2 separate regions of the Neogale vison genome follow, and region 2 is linked to region 1. Evidence: chromatin contacts called from public Hi-C data. All regions are on one chromosome and are shown on one strand. Each heading gives the region's core, a stretch centred on a gene start, on an enhancer-like site or on the middle of the called end of the contact. The rest is flanking DNA. Distances are from core to core; before and after follow the strand shown.

The links. A called contact is a pair of places that touch in the nucleus more often than the background predicts.
Region 2: a Hi-C map of muscle shows a contact between it and region 1, with 13 times the contacts expected there. The contact joins the promoter of PPP1R12C here to the promoter of U2AF2 in region 1. A contact is called at or near these places in 2 of 3 Hi-C or Micro-C datasets (fibroblasts and muscle).

What each region holds. Positions count from the first base shown.
Region 1 is chr7:59,757,860-59,764,983 of ASM_NN_V1, forward strand. U2AF2 (splicing factor U2AF 65 kDa subunit) reads right to left here and starts at 2,937. Exons shown (of 12, transcript XM_044257571.1): 1 at 2,743-2,937. The coding sequence starts at 2,791. CCDC106 (coiled-coil domain-containing protein 106) reads right to left here. Exons shown (of 6, transcript XM_044257574.1): 4 at 6,952-7,124; 5 at 5,694-5,906; 6 at 4,395-5,243. The coding sequence ends at 4,927.
Region 2 is chr7:60,131,942-60,139,065 of ASM_NN_V1, forward strand. PPP1R12C (protein phosphatase 1 regulatory subunit 12C) reads left to right here and starts at 3,170. Exons shown (of 22, transcript XM_044257631.1): 1 at 3,170-3,490. The coding sequence starts at 3,170.

The DNA.
Region 1 (7,124 bases), core at 1,687-4,186:
TCAGGCCCCGGGGTCAGCTGCCAGGCAGGATCTGACATCCCCAGGAAGCCAGGACACCTGACGGTCCCTTCCCAACCAGGTGAAGAATGCAGGATGCCCTCCTGTAGGGATGTGCCCCTTTCTGATCCTGGGCTACAGAGGAGGTACCTGGTCCCACCTCAGGAGCTGGGGGAGGAGCGTGCCCTAGCCCCCGTCCTCACAGGCTGGTATCCCAAACCACCCCATCCTGCCCACACTCCCCCAAAGCCAGGGACTGGGGTCCAGCCCCCAGTTGGCTCCCTCAACCCCCTCAATGGCCTTGGGGTGACAACTCAGAATGGAGCACAGCCAGGCCCATAAAAACAAAGAAGCCTCCGCTCAAAGACCTCTCACCCCAGGAAGGAGGTGCGGACCAACCCACCAGCACGGAGTCCCAGTGCGTTTCCTTATTCTTTGGTTCGAAGACCCCCCCAACTCCTCCACTACCACACATCCATGGACAAAAGCAGTGAGATGCAGTAAGGACAAGGTGGTGGACTTTAGCCCCCTTGTTACTACCTCATCTTCTATGTTTTCTGAGACTTCATGTGTGAACTTTCTATAAATAAAACTCAATTCCAGAACGACTAAAACTCAAGATAAACAAGCATCTCAGAAAAGGAAAAACCGGAGCAGCAGACAAAAGAATGCTCCTAAAACCCATCTATACTGAGTAGCCCCACTTGCCCTCAGCCCTTCCTGTGCAGAAAAAACATTTAAACCCAAATAACATAAAGAGACCAAGGCACAGAAAAGCCCATGACTCGCCCATGGCAAAACCAAGACAACGTGTGCCCGGAAAGTGCACCCTGTAACGTTATCAAGTATGGTTAGGCACCTGGACACACTTCTTAACTCAGGATACGCAAAACCCTCAAGGGTCTGCCTGAAGCTGCCAGTAATGACGCTAGTATCCCTATCAAGTTAGGAAAACGAAAGCTGAACTGGCCCTAACCACGGTTGGGGTGAAGCAGGAACAGACAGACCGGCAGGCACCAGACATGCAGCAGCTGCGGCCTGGAGCTGCGGGCCTCTGGCTCCACACTGGTAAGATGAGCAGGCTCTGAGCCCCAAGAACTCTCCCTAAGGCGAGGCTCTGAGATGAACACACAGCCAGAGGGACGGCAGAGGAAGCAGAGATGCCCGTGCCACCAGACGAGGAAATTCACTCTCCGGAGACACACGTGCCCCAAGCATGGGCTGAAGCTAGAGGCTGGCCCCCAGAGGGGAGGATCTGCAGGCAGAGCGACACGTGCACAGAGCTTCCCGCCTCCCCACACAACCAGTTCCACCAACCGCACTCAGGTTGGGGCTCAGGGCTGGCCCCCCAGTGCCGCAGTGAAGCCAGAAGGGGCTCCAGCAGTCCCGGCCGGCAGCCCGGCCTCCCACTGGCAAACGCAGAGAGGACTGCAGCCTTTCTGCCTCCTGACGATGGGAAATCACGCAAACACAGCCAAACCTCCTTGAAACAAAGGTCCCGTGGGCCCCCGCGGTGAGGATGCGGCCCGACGACACTTGCAAAGCACCTCTCGGCGCCGGCGCCAACTCCACGAAGACGGGCCTCTCCGCTTTGGAATGCGACAGCGCACAAAGGACAGTTTCACAAAAACCACGCCGCTTATCAAGCCCTTAGCGTATACCGAACCCCACGGCACGCGCGCCTCTCCGTGTTCCCCGCGTGACCCGGGCTCTGCCCCGGACCAGCTGAGGTCCGCGGAAGTGCTGAACCCCGAGCCTGCCTCCCCGCGCAGAGCAAACACATCGGCTCCGCCTCGCGCGCTCTCTCGGAGGCGCACTCCGAAGACACCCACGGGCTCAGCAAACAGCCCAGCGCAGGGCGCGCGCCCAGATCACCTAGCACTATGGCCCTCCTCGATGCCGCAAACGCAGGGCCGCGACACCCACACAGGGGTCTCGGGAAGCACGGCGGCCAGCGCACGGACGCTCCAGAGCAAGGCCTCTTCCCGGCCGCCCGGCCCCGCACACGGACCGCAGCAGCGTGCACCGCCTGCCCTGGTGCTGACACCCCGCAATCCCCACGCCCCTCGTCCCACACGGCGCGGCACAACACGGCAAAGACCGCGTCCACGCGCCCCACCACGGGGACCAAACGAGCAGCCAACAATCCACGCCGCGGGCGCCGCGCCCCGAGGACGCACGCGTGTCCTCCCCCCTGAGGGACACCGCCGCAGCCCGCTGCCTCGGAGCGGGGGGGGCAGGGGCTCCGCCGCGCCCACGTGAAGGGGGCTCTCAACCGCCATTTTGGGACAAAGGGGGCGTGGAGACCCGGGCCGCGGGCCCGGCCGGAAGCGGAAGTGCCGGGGCAGCGGGAAAGAAAGGAAGCACCACGGAATGGATACACAGAAACCCTCTTTTCAGAGTATTTTAAAAAGGAAAGAAAGAAAAGAGAGTGGCGAATACGCGAGGAAACACCCAGCCAGCCCGCGGGTCCGCGCCGCCTCCGCCGCGGACCACGTGGGGCGCAGAACGGAGCGCGCCGCGCATGCGTCCGGGACCCGCGCCCGCCGCCCCCTCCCCTCCCTTCCCCTCTCGCGCGCGGCGGTACGCCGGGTAGTCACGTGAACGAGGCGCGCGCCGCGGAGCGGTGGGGGGGGGGCGCCGCGCGGCCCTGAAAGGAGGGGGAAAGAGAGGAGTAAAATGGCGCGGGACACGGAGAGGCCAGAAGCCACGCCGCCCGCCGCCCGCCGCCCCCGGCGCCCTTACCTTGCTTATTCTCGTTGAGCTGCCGCTCGAACTCGTCGAAGTCCGACATGCTGAGGCGGCCGCGTAAGGGCCTGTGCAGCTCTGGCCTCGCCTTGCCGCCCGCCCGCTCCGGCCGCTTCGGCTACTTCCGCCGCTCGCTTCGGCTACTTCCGGCCGCCGCCGGCGCTCCGCCGCCTCCTACCTAATCAAGCCCGGGACGCCCGCCCCGCCCCGCCCCGGCTCCGCCCCTCTCCCCGCCCTCCCGCCCGCGAACCGCCCCTCCCCCCCAGAGCCTGGCTCCAAATAGCGTCGGCTATTTCCGGGCCGTAGAAGGAATCGCTAGCGGCGGCTTCGGCAGCTTCCGAAAACACCCGAAGCGAGGATTTCACCGGCTTCCCAGGCTATCGTAACTTTTCGGAAACTAGCTCTTCAACGTTCGGGTGTTTCCGTAGGTCCGCGCGTTCCTCTGCGCCCAGCGCCCCCCCCCCAAGGGTTCGGCTTCTTCCGACAATTCAAACCGTCCCCGTCTCTCGCTGCTCCCGCAGATTCGACCCGCTCTTCGCTGCCGGCCCTATCCAAGCAATCGGCTACTTCCGACAATCCTAAACGTCCCGCACTTCTGCGCTTTCTGAAGGTTTCCAGCGCTGGCTCTCGGACGCGAGGATTAAACCCGATGCCAAGCTTCGGCTCTCTCCGGACACTGCACTCACTCCTCCCCAGCCGGTGAACTTCGGCTCCTTCCGCCACCGCTTCGGGAAGGCCTCACTCACGGGAGACAGCTTCGGTTTTTTCCGTCGGCGCTTCGGCTCCTTCCGGCTTCGGGAACCGAAAAGGGAGGGAGGACAGAGACGAGGTTGGTCAGGAGAAGGGATACGGAAAAAGGGCGGGGTCCCGGCTCTCTGCCCCTGCCCCTCCGGGTGAGGAGAGCAGAGGAAAAGAAGGGCCGATTTCGCAGAGGGCCTAAGAAGGTTGCGCGAGACAAAAGCAGGCAGCGGGGTGAAGGGTGCGCGCGGCCGCTGCGGAGGTTGCCAGCGCGGCTTTGTGCGCCTGCGCAGAGTGGAAAAGGAGGAGAGCGAGTTGGGCTTCTGCGCCTGCGTAGAGGTCGGTCTGAGGCGAGGTTTCTCACCGCTCGGGAGGCGAACGGGTGCCAGAGGCCCCAGCACGCATGCGCGAGACTTTCCCTCACTCCGGGAAAGGTACTGGATTCCAGACCGTTAGGCACAGCCGCCGTCTCCTGGTTGCTGTAGCAACAGCGTAAGCGCGCTCGCTCCCCTCCCGAGCGCAGGCGGAGCAGGCGACGTAGAGGGCACTTCCGGAAGAGCGGTAATTTGGCAGTACCGCCTCCTGGCGGGCGGGCGTGGAAGCCTCCGCCCGAAGGTGTCTTTTCCCGGTCCCCGCCGCGGTCGCTCCCGCCGGCGGTCACTGAGTCCCGGCCCCTGCCACCGCGCCTCAAGTCGAGCTAGCCTCTTTCCCGGAGCTCTACCTCTCCGAGTTGCCTGGGGCACAGATGCTTTCCCTCCTCCCGCCCCTGCCGCCGGGAGTGCTAATTACACCCTGTCTCCCTGAGCTCCTGCTCCCTGCCTGACCGCCCGCTCCGTGGAACTCGCCGGGATCCCCGTCACTGTCTCCGCGGCAACGGACACCCCCTCCAAAAAGGAGCCGGGCCTAGTTTATTCCAAATTTTATCGTCTCTCTTTAATTTAAATTCTCTGAATAATTCTTTCTTGCCCGGAATGCGGGTGGAGAGCTCCTGGCAGAGTGGGCCAGCCTCCCCTCGGGGCTGGGGGTAAAGACGGGGTATGTACAGTGCCTGGCCCCGCAGAGAGTCTCGCAGTGTCCCCCAGAGGAAGCGCCCGTTGAGGGAAGGACGGTGCAGCTCGCGTGGGAGGGGTGCCAGTGTTTGGGAAAGGGCAGAAACCTAACCCTGGGCGCTTGGGAGCCAGGCTAAGTGGACGCCCCTCCCCAAGGGATGCAGAGAAAGGGGAGGCTGCTAGGAACGTGAGAGGCAAGGAGGGGACCGGATCTATATACGAGGGACCTGGGGTGGGAGTGGGGATCTGCAGGAGCAGGAGAGGCACGTGCAGAAACACCCCAGGGCCTCTGGAGGAGCACGCCGCTCATGCACACGCTTGCCCGGTGCCAGGAGGGACACAGGAGGGAGGGAAGTGGGGGCCAAGGGCGCATCCCAGGCCAGGTGGGGCAGGATCACCGCTTGAAGCGGTAGGTGATGGGGAGCAGCAGCTTGCTCTTCTTGAGCGCCTGCACCTTCTTGAGGGTCTCGTCGTCCAGGGCCAGGAAGCAGCGGCGCGAGTACTCCAGCAGACGCTCCTTAGAGGGGTCGAACTCGCCCACCTCCGCCAGCTTCTCTGGGGCCACGATGAGCAGCTCCGCAATGGGCGTGGTCAGCGCCACCGTGTTGCGATCTACTCGGTGGTGCTCAAAGGCCCGAGACATGCTCTTCAGCTTCTGGAAGGTGCCCAGGATCTTCTTGTAGCGGCAGAGGACTCCATCTGCATCCTTCACTGTAAGGCCAGGGCAGGCAGAGAGGGAGACATGAGGAACAGAGATGGACATGGGAGGCAGAGCTGGGGCCCGGACAGCGAGCCCCATACAGGAAGAGCCAAGAGACCAACAACATGGAAATCCAGAGGACACGTGGGTGAGGAGTCAAGAGGTGGTGGGATACATGGAGACAGAGCGAGACAAGTGCAAAAATCAGAGAAGGCAGGCCCAGAGAGGAGTTGTTCCCAGCCCCCCCTGAGCCTCACCCCCTCCCCTTGTTACTGATGAGAAACCTGAAGCTCAGACCCAGATGGCAAGGCTGGTGAGGGTGGACTGCGAAGTAAGACTACATGGACAGTCTGTCTGGGACAGACAACCAGGCTAGGGGAGAAGGGAGAGCCTCCTCCAAGGTCGCAGCAAGCCCCCAGCCCAGACCCTTTGACCTCCCATCCCGAGTGCGCCTTGCTCACCCCGCTGCCTCTCGCGTGCCTTGGGCTTCCCAAAGCGCCTTCGGCCAGCACCTCCCTTCTGCTTCTGTCTCTTCCTCTCCACGGTACTGCCTTCTTCAGATGCTCCGCTGAGTGAGGAGGCCGCTGACTCCGGATCTGAGGCCTCGCCCCCAGCCCCACCCCGGCTGTCCCCCTCAACCCGCCTGGGCCCAGGCTTCACCCGGCAGTGGTCCTCTGGAAAGAGGTAGAGAGAGAGACCCGTACACATGAACTTCCAGAACAGGAGGGAGAAGGAGGCAAGAGGCTGTCTGCAAGATTGGGACAGATGTCACATCATATACAGGTCCCCAGGAAGTGGGGGGGGGGGGCTCAACGGGGCTGGAGCCCCCAAGGAGACGAACAGACAATACAGCATAGACGTTGCAGTCCTTAGCAAGAAGGCTGAGAGCATTTGGGAGCGGAGATCACAGGTGGAGCGTGGGTTCATGCCCCTCAGACTCCTAAGCTCTATGGCAAGAGATCTTCAGGAAGGGCTGAGAGAACCAAGACAGGACCAGACACCTCAGAGAGTCTGTGACTCTAGGTTCCCATGGTGGAGGAGCAGTTTTGCGGGGACTCAGTGGGACCTCCAGAAGAGTAGACTCTAAAAATCTGGGATGCAAGCAAGGCCTTGGTTGAGGTGGGGGATTCAGACCCTGAGAGAAATCCCGGGCTCTGGGTCCAGTGGGCTGGAGGGATGTCCAGTGTGGGGGTTTTCAATGAGAAAGTCCAGAAGGCCCTGAGCCGAGGCTTCCTAGGTAGGTTCCCATCGGCATGGCGAGACAATGGGAGGTCCCAGCAACCCAGGCCACAGGTGGTTCAGAGCAGAGGGGTCCCCAGTAACACACATGTTGAAAAAACAGACCCCTTGCCCAGGCTATCAGGTGAATCACAGGGGACTATGGGGGCCTGGGCGGGGGAGAGCCAGCCAGGGGCTGAACATTGTGTGGAGGGGAGCAGAAGCTGGACTCTCCAAAACAGGCTGTTAAGATTTGAAAAAGGAAAGCCCTGAGCATCCCTGGCTGGGACTGGCCACAAGATTCTGCCCATCAGCAGTGGCAGGAGTTGAGCAGGAAGGAAGCTGATCCTGGGGTCCTAGAAACAGCTTTGGGAGTAGGGAGAGATCCCCACTGGACCACCAAAGAATGAAAGCAGAAAAGGGTTATGTATCCCGGAGAAGGGCCACAGCCTAGTGTCAGGGCTCCGGAGTGAGGCGAGGGACTCTGCTCATGTGCCCCACCTGCATCCATGCGGGCTGAGGAGATAAACTTGTCCAGCTGACACCGCAGGAAGTCCCTCTCCTCCTCCAGGTCCTCAATGCGCTTCTGCAACCATGAGTTTCTCTCCAGGGCCATGTGCAGCTGGGCCCTGACACCATTCATCAGGGCCACGGTTGGGGATGCGGCATCCGGA
Region 2 (7,124 bases), core at 1,920-4,419, 370 kb after region 1:
TGCCCAACATGGGGCTCGATCCCAGGACCCTGAGATCATGACCTGAGCCGAAGGCAATAGCTCAACCCACTGAACCACCCAGGCGCCCCTAAATTGTATTTTTTAAGTGATCTCCATGCCCATCCTGGGGCTCGAACTCACAATCCTGAGTTTAAGAGTCTCGCACTCTTCCGACAGAGCCCGCCAGGTGCTCCGTGAACTGTACACTTTAAAGAGGTTTTATTTTTTTTTTTCTTTTTCGGTGTAAATTATATCTGAATTTTAAAATGCAAGACCAGCACACATCAAACACCATGTCAAGTTGTTCACGGGACGAGGCAACACTCTTGGTGACAAAGCAATGCCCACCACTTGCCGCTCTGCCTTTGGGACCTTCAGGAGGCGAGGACCTACCTGAGCATGTAGGTCTGGCTCCTGGGCCCAGAATCACAACTATCAGTGGCTTAGAGAAGTTTGCCAACCCCTCCCACGTAGTTGAGGCAGAGGCTCAGTCTTGTGGAGCTGTCCTGGCCCGGTTCCTTCATCCTGAGGCTGTGGCATCTGTCCCTGACGTAAGGTGCAGTGCTAAAGCTTTGTGTCCCCATACATCAAAGTCCTACCCCCAGTGTGACAGGGTGTGGTGGAGGGGTCTCTGAGAGGTACTTGAGCTTAGATGAGGACCCAGGATGGGATTAGTGTCCCGAGCACTCTCTCTGCCAGCTGAGGACACCGCAGGGAGGGGATCTCCACAAGCCGGGAGGAGGGCTGTCTCCCGAACCCAACCACACAGGCGCCCCTCACCTCAGGCCTCCAGCCTCCAGAACTGTGAGAAGTGAACCGTTGCGGCTTAAGCACATTTGTCCTCGCCTCCTGAGTTGACCAGTATACTAAGATTGCTCCCCCAGCTCTGGTTCCAGATAGCAGGAAGGGGCAAAGTGGAAGGAGGAGACAGGCTCCCACCTCTGCTTTCCCCGCATCCCCAGGCAGAAGTTCATTATGTCGCAACCTCTAGTTGTTTGTTCTAGTGGCTTTGAAGCCCAGCCTGAAATCAGCAGTAGAAGGGGAAAACAAATCATGCGGGATAAGCAGGTCTGTCCCTGGGCCCATTAGTGGAAACACTGTTTCTCCATCCACCGCATCTGGCCACTCTCCAAGTGGCTTGCAATCAGCAGACTTGGGGGGTTCTTGGAAGCTGACCAGCTGACTGGCTGTATCTGTTGGTTTGGGCTGTAGAAGCAGGGCCTCACATCTGACTGGGTTTCGGCCATAGTCTTATCTAGCGTATGAGTTTGTGGGTCCGTTGGCAGCTGGTGCTGGGCTTAGTGGGGTGGTTCTTCTGGGCGCGGCCAATCTGGCCCCGGCTTGCTGGTGCAGCCGCAGTCTTCTGGCTGCTCAGTGGAACTAGTTGGTTTAGGGCAGCCCTGTTTGGGATGGCTGGGACCTCTCTCCATGTGGTTGTATGCTTCTTTCTAAGGAGGGACATCTAGGGTTTTCTTTCATATATTTCAGCCTAATCTCACACTCCCAGAATTTTGTTTATCTTCCTCTGTTATCCTGTGAATGGCTCCTCATGTTTTGGCAGCTTGATTCTGGGGCTTGGACCCCTTTAAAGAGCCTTCATGGAAAGCCCACCCAGCAGTGTTCATTCCCATTGGATAGGCCACCCCTCATTGCAAAGACGACTAGGTCTCTGGCTCACTCTTTAGCTACCTGGGGCTCTGCCACTTCAGATAAGACCAGGGTTCTATTTTTGAGGATGGAAACACTAGCCGTGGGCAGGCAATTAGTCCGAGACCCACACCCAGGTCTTGGTGGTCAGACTGGGTTCTTGGGGCCTGACCAGCCCTATCTTTCAGAATTGTGTGTGCCTCCCACTGGTTTGGGATCCTATAAATGCACACCCAACTTCTCCCTTCCTAACAAATCCACAATGGAGAAGGTGCAGGGAATTATGATGCTACGCGGGGTCACCTGGGTGGCTCAGTGGGTTAAGCCTCTGTCTTCGGCTCAGGTCGTGATCTCCGCGTCCTGGAATCGAGCCACGCATCGGGCTCTCTGCTCAGCGGGGAGCCTGCTTCCTCCTCTCTTTCTGCCTGCCTCTCTATTTGCGATCTCTGTCAAATAAATAAATAAATAAATAAATAAATAAATAAATAAATAAATAAATAAATAAATAAATAAATAAATAAATAAATAAATAAATAAATAAATACATACATACATACATACATACATACATACATACATACATACATACATACATACATACTTTAAAAAAATCGTAATAAAACGCTACGCCGAACGCTTCACTGAGGACTGCAAATCCCAGCATGGCTTGCGAGGACATAAAGAGCCTGGAATACATTTCCCAGCGTGCACACGAGCGGGAGAGTGGCGGGCGCATGAAGGTTCTGGGGGCGCTATTGTTGTGGACCCTGCCCCTCTGGACTCCTCTTGCCCTTGGGCCTGGTTTTTCCAGTGCTTGGGGTTCTGCCTAGGACCCACCGTGCCTCCAGGGGCGGGCCCTGAGGACTACATTTCCCGGCGTGCGTTGGGGCTGCGGGCGGAAGGCAGTGACCTCTGCCCACTTTTGTCTCCCATCATGATCCCAGTCACCCGGGGAGGCTGGGACTCGGGTCGTCCCGAAGGCTCTCTGGGTCGCGTGGCGCCCTGGCGTGTCCCGTGACCTCGGGTATCCCTCCATTCATGGGTCGCGCACTCTTGGGCCCCACTCTGGCGCCGGGAAGAAGACAAATGTCCTTGTTTTCCGGCCGCGTACTTCTAGTTGAAGGGAGCCGACCCAAGGGCCACAGTAAAGAGTCACGTGGGGAAATGGGCGTTATAGCTTTCCCGGCTCCCGGCCCCGTGGGACCGAGCACTGCCTTTCCCGAAGCTCCCCGCCCCATCGCCCTCGATCCGGGGAGCGGCGGACTTCCCAGCGTGCCCCGGGGCGGAGCGAGGCCGGACGGTTGCCAGGAGCAACTTCCGCTTGCGGACTCCATTTCCCAGCGCCCCCCGTGGCGGCGTCCTGACGTCAGCGCGCCGAGCGGAGGCAGACAGATCCTCCGGCGGCGCGGGGCCAGCGGCAGTTCCCGGCGGCCCCGGGCGGGCGGCGGCGGCGGCGGCAGCGGCAGCTCCTCCTCGCGGCTCGGCGCTCGCTCGCTCGCTCACCGGGCGGGCGGGCGGCGCGATGTCCGGCGAGGACGGCCCGGGGGCGGGCCCTGGGGCGGCCGCGGCCGCGGCCCGGGAGCGGCGGCGGGAGCAGCTGCGGCAGTGGGGGGCGCGGGCGGGCACCGATCCGGGCCCCGCGGAGCGGCGCGCCCGCACCGTGCGCTTTGAGCGCGCCGCCGAGTTCCTGGCGGCCTGCGCGGGCGGCGACCTGGACGAGGCGCGCCTGATGCTGCGCGCGGCGGACCCTGGCCCCGGCGCCGAGCTCGACCCCGCCGCCCCGCCGCCCGCCCGCGCGGTGCTCGACTCGACCAACGCCGACGGCATCAGCGCCCTGCACCAGGTCAGCGGGTCCGAGCCCCCTCGAGCGTGCCCCCAGCATGAGTCGCGGTTGCCGCCCTGGTCTGCGCCCCCTCTGCCGCTCCACCCGCTGGAGCTCGCCGCTTCTAGTCTTGAGCCTCCTCAGCCTGCCGGGTCTTTACCACCCTGCGCCGCCCACTCTCCGGACGCGAGCCCCTGCTGACAGCCTCCGTCTGGTCCGTTCCGCCCGCCCCGTCGTTGCCGCTGCGCGCCGCCTTCTCCCGACCCCGAGCGCGCTGTACGAGTTTGGTACCCCCCCCCCCAGCCCCCGTTGCCCCTTTCCAGGCAGGTACTCTAGCAGCAGGGTCCTCTCGCTCCGGCGCCCCCCGGGCTTCCTGCCCTTGTCCCTGGCCTGGGCCGCCGCCTTTGCTAGGCCCGGATATTCCGTGCGGCTGCTTTCGGCTTCGTGCTCCTTCCCTGTTCCTTCTCAGCCTTGGGCAGTGCCCTCTGAGGCTGGGGGAGGATGCTCTTTCTTGGGCCCCTCCTGCTAGGCTTCGCTTCCTTGTCTGGGTCACCTCGTCCTATTTCCAACCCTGATGCCGATGCCGTCTGCACTTTCCGGAGGCTGTGCCACCTGTCTCCCACAGGTGGGAGATATGTGGGGGATGTTTGTCCTTCTCAGGGCACCGCGTCGTCCTCACGCCCCTTCCCTTGGCTAGGCCTGTATCCTTGGTCTTTTCTGGGGAACCTCAGAGCACCCACCTCTCTGTCCTCGGTCATCTTGCTTTCCGCGCCCGATGCCTTCTCTTGGAGATTTGGGCAGCTTCTTTCCCATAGGCTGATCTCTCTGGCTCTCGTCATGTCACCTCCGCAAGGCTTCTAGAACCCTGCTGGTCCTCTCCTCCACAAGCTGGCCCCCGTGTCTTTCCAAGACTCCCTGATTGTTGCCTCCAGTGTATCTGTGGCCCAGAAGTAGGGCCGCCTTATGCTCCAGGAATCTCTCTGGTTTTGGGTGCATTTATCTGTTCCTCCACGGTGGGACCACCGGGCACAGGACTGGTCACAGAAGAGCCTCTGGCCCCTGTGTGATCCCTTAGACCGTCTTCTTCCTGGGCCAGTCCTCAGCCCTCTCCTCTGTGCCAGAACCCACAGGGTTCGGTAATGGATGGAGTCACAGCAGACCCTGGGAAGGAAAGGTTGATGGGGGAGGCAGGGATGTTGGAAGTAGCCCACTTCTCAGGTCTCCACAAAGAGGAGAGGAGCGATTGAGGAGAAGCAGAACTGGCCCTAAGTTCTAACCTCAGTTGCTCAGCTTTGTGGCTTTGCTTTACTGTCCATTCTCTGCCTCAGTTTCCTCTCCTGTGCAGCAGGGCTAGCGGTGGGTCCCTCCCTGGCTGGGCTCTGGAGAAGGAGGGAACTCGTATGTGTGGAAATCCCTTCAGGAAGCAGCGTAGGCATTCAGCTGGGGAGTTGCTGCTGCCTGGTCTAAGTGCCCGGCCTCCCCCTTTTTCTCTTTCCCAACCCCCCAGGCCTGTCCCCTACAGAGTCCCTCGTGCTATCTGGGAAATTTTCTTCCACCCACAGAACAGTCCTGCTTCCCTGAGATCTTGTAAGTTCTCAGAGGACTTGGCAAGTCCAGGAGGGGTGTGTCAGGCTCCCATGTCCCCCTTCGCCATCATCCATGACTTGGCTCACCTGGACTTCCCCTCAGGGGCTCTTGGTCCTGCTCTTGAGGCTGAATCCCCCCTTCTCTGGCATCCCCTGGGCCTGGACCCTTGCAAAAGGCCACTCTGAGCTTGCCTAGCAGGCTGCCTTTTCAGGTGAGATCTTTCTCCCACTCCAGGCAGGTACCTGGTAAACTCACTTTGTAGGAGGCCTGAAGGGTTAGGGCTTTGGAGGTTCAGAGAGGGGAAGTTCCCGCCTCAGGTCACATGGCCAGCAAGCCAGCGAGCTGGGGTTAGGTCAGGCCTGGGGTGGGGTGACCAGCTCATGGTGGTTTGCATGAGACTGGTCTGGTTTTTGCAGGGAAAGTCCCAGGTCTCAGGCATCCCCTGTCCCACGCTCCTGGGCCTTGTCTGGGTGAGTCCTGGGACTGTGATTTCTTTTCTGAATTCTCCCTGGAGTGGGTCCCGGGGCGTCAGCCCCCTGCCTTGGTTGTGGTCTGGGAGTTCTTAGAGCTGGGTGCTTGCTTCAGGTGGGTTCGCTGACCACTTGAGAAGGCTCCTGTGCTTCAGGTGGGTTCGCTGACCACTTGAGAAGGCTCCTGTACTGTCCCTTCTCCACAAAATCGCCTTGTGCATTAGTGGCTGGCTCTGCAGTGTGGTGTAGAAGAGATTGGGAGCTGCAGTTCTTAGGTCTGAATAGGGAGGGTGGCAGCTGGGATTCTTGGGTATGGGTGGGGGAGGGGCTTGGACTCCTGGGTCTAGGGGGGTGCGGGGGTGGGGGCTGTCATCTGGATTCTTGAATCCCTGGTGCCCAAGCCTCGGGCATCTTTCACATGGATTCCTGTGCCTGGCCAGGTCCTTGAAAGGGAAAGGCCCATCTCCCTCCTTGACACCCCCCCCATCACCATGACAACCGGGTAGAAATAAACGGAGCCGAGTTCATCCCGTTCCCAGGGCACGTGTGGCCCCCCTTTCACGGCCTGAGTTTCCATGACTTCATGCTCTTGGCCCTCATGGCCTGCTCTCCCTTCTCCAGATGGGTGGTTTTGGAGAGTTGAGGGAGTTGGGGGGTTAATTTACCCTGAGAACTCGGGACTCCAGGCCTACCCCTTCCCTTGACCCAGCTCAGGTCCTAGCTCCCCGTGTTTGCACGTGCCCTGGGCTATAAATCCCTTCTTTGTCCCCACTTGCTGTGCCTGCTTGGGCCAGGGCTCTTGTCTCCCTGAGACTGATTTCTTCCTCCGCTGTGCAGAGCCCTGACAGCAGATCAGGGAGGATCTTCCCAAGTGTGAACCTCTTGGAACAGTGCTCCCTGTGTAGTGGGTCCTCAGTGCATGGGAGCTACGTCTGGGCTCCATGCTCAGGGAACAGGCAAACGCAGCCGTTTGTACCCCTTGAGGAGTCTTGTCCAGGACTCTCATTCTGCCCCACGTTCCCAGGGACTTGGTGACTTTAAGAGCCCTGCATAGCCTTGGCCCCCAGGGGCCTAGCCTCTCCCCTCAGGGTATAAGTCAGGGCCATGGTCAGTTCCTAGAGTGTATCTCCTGGGCCTGTGGGAGGAAGAGCTGGGGTCCTACACTCCTGGATTTGAGGGAGGAGAGAGCTGGGGGGCCTGGACTTCAGGGTCTGAGGGAGTAGGGGCTAGGGGGCCTGGACTCTAGGGTCTAAGGGAGGAGGGGCTGGGGGCCTGGACTCCTGGGTCTGATGGAGGAGGGCCTGGGGGACCAGGACTCCTGGGTCTGAGGGAGGAGGGGCTGGGGACTCAGACCCCTGAGTCTGAGGGAGAAGGGTTGTGGGCATGGACTCCTGGGTCTGATGGAGGAGGGGCTGTGGGCCTGGACTCCCCTATCTGAGGGAGGAGGGGCTGGGGGTCTGGACTCCTGGTTCTGAGAGAGGAGGCTGGGGGCCTGGACTGCTGGGTCAGGGAGGAGGGGTCCATTACCGGAAGCCCTGTCCTGTTGGTGGTGACTGGGGTACACTGTATCTGACAAAGCATCTTCCGGGATTTCTGCA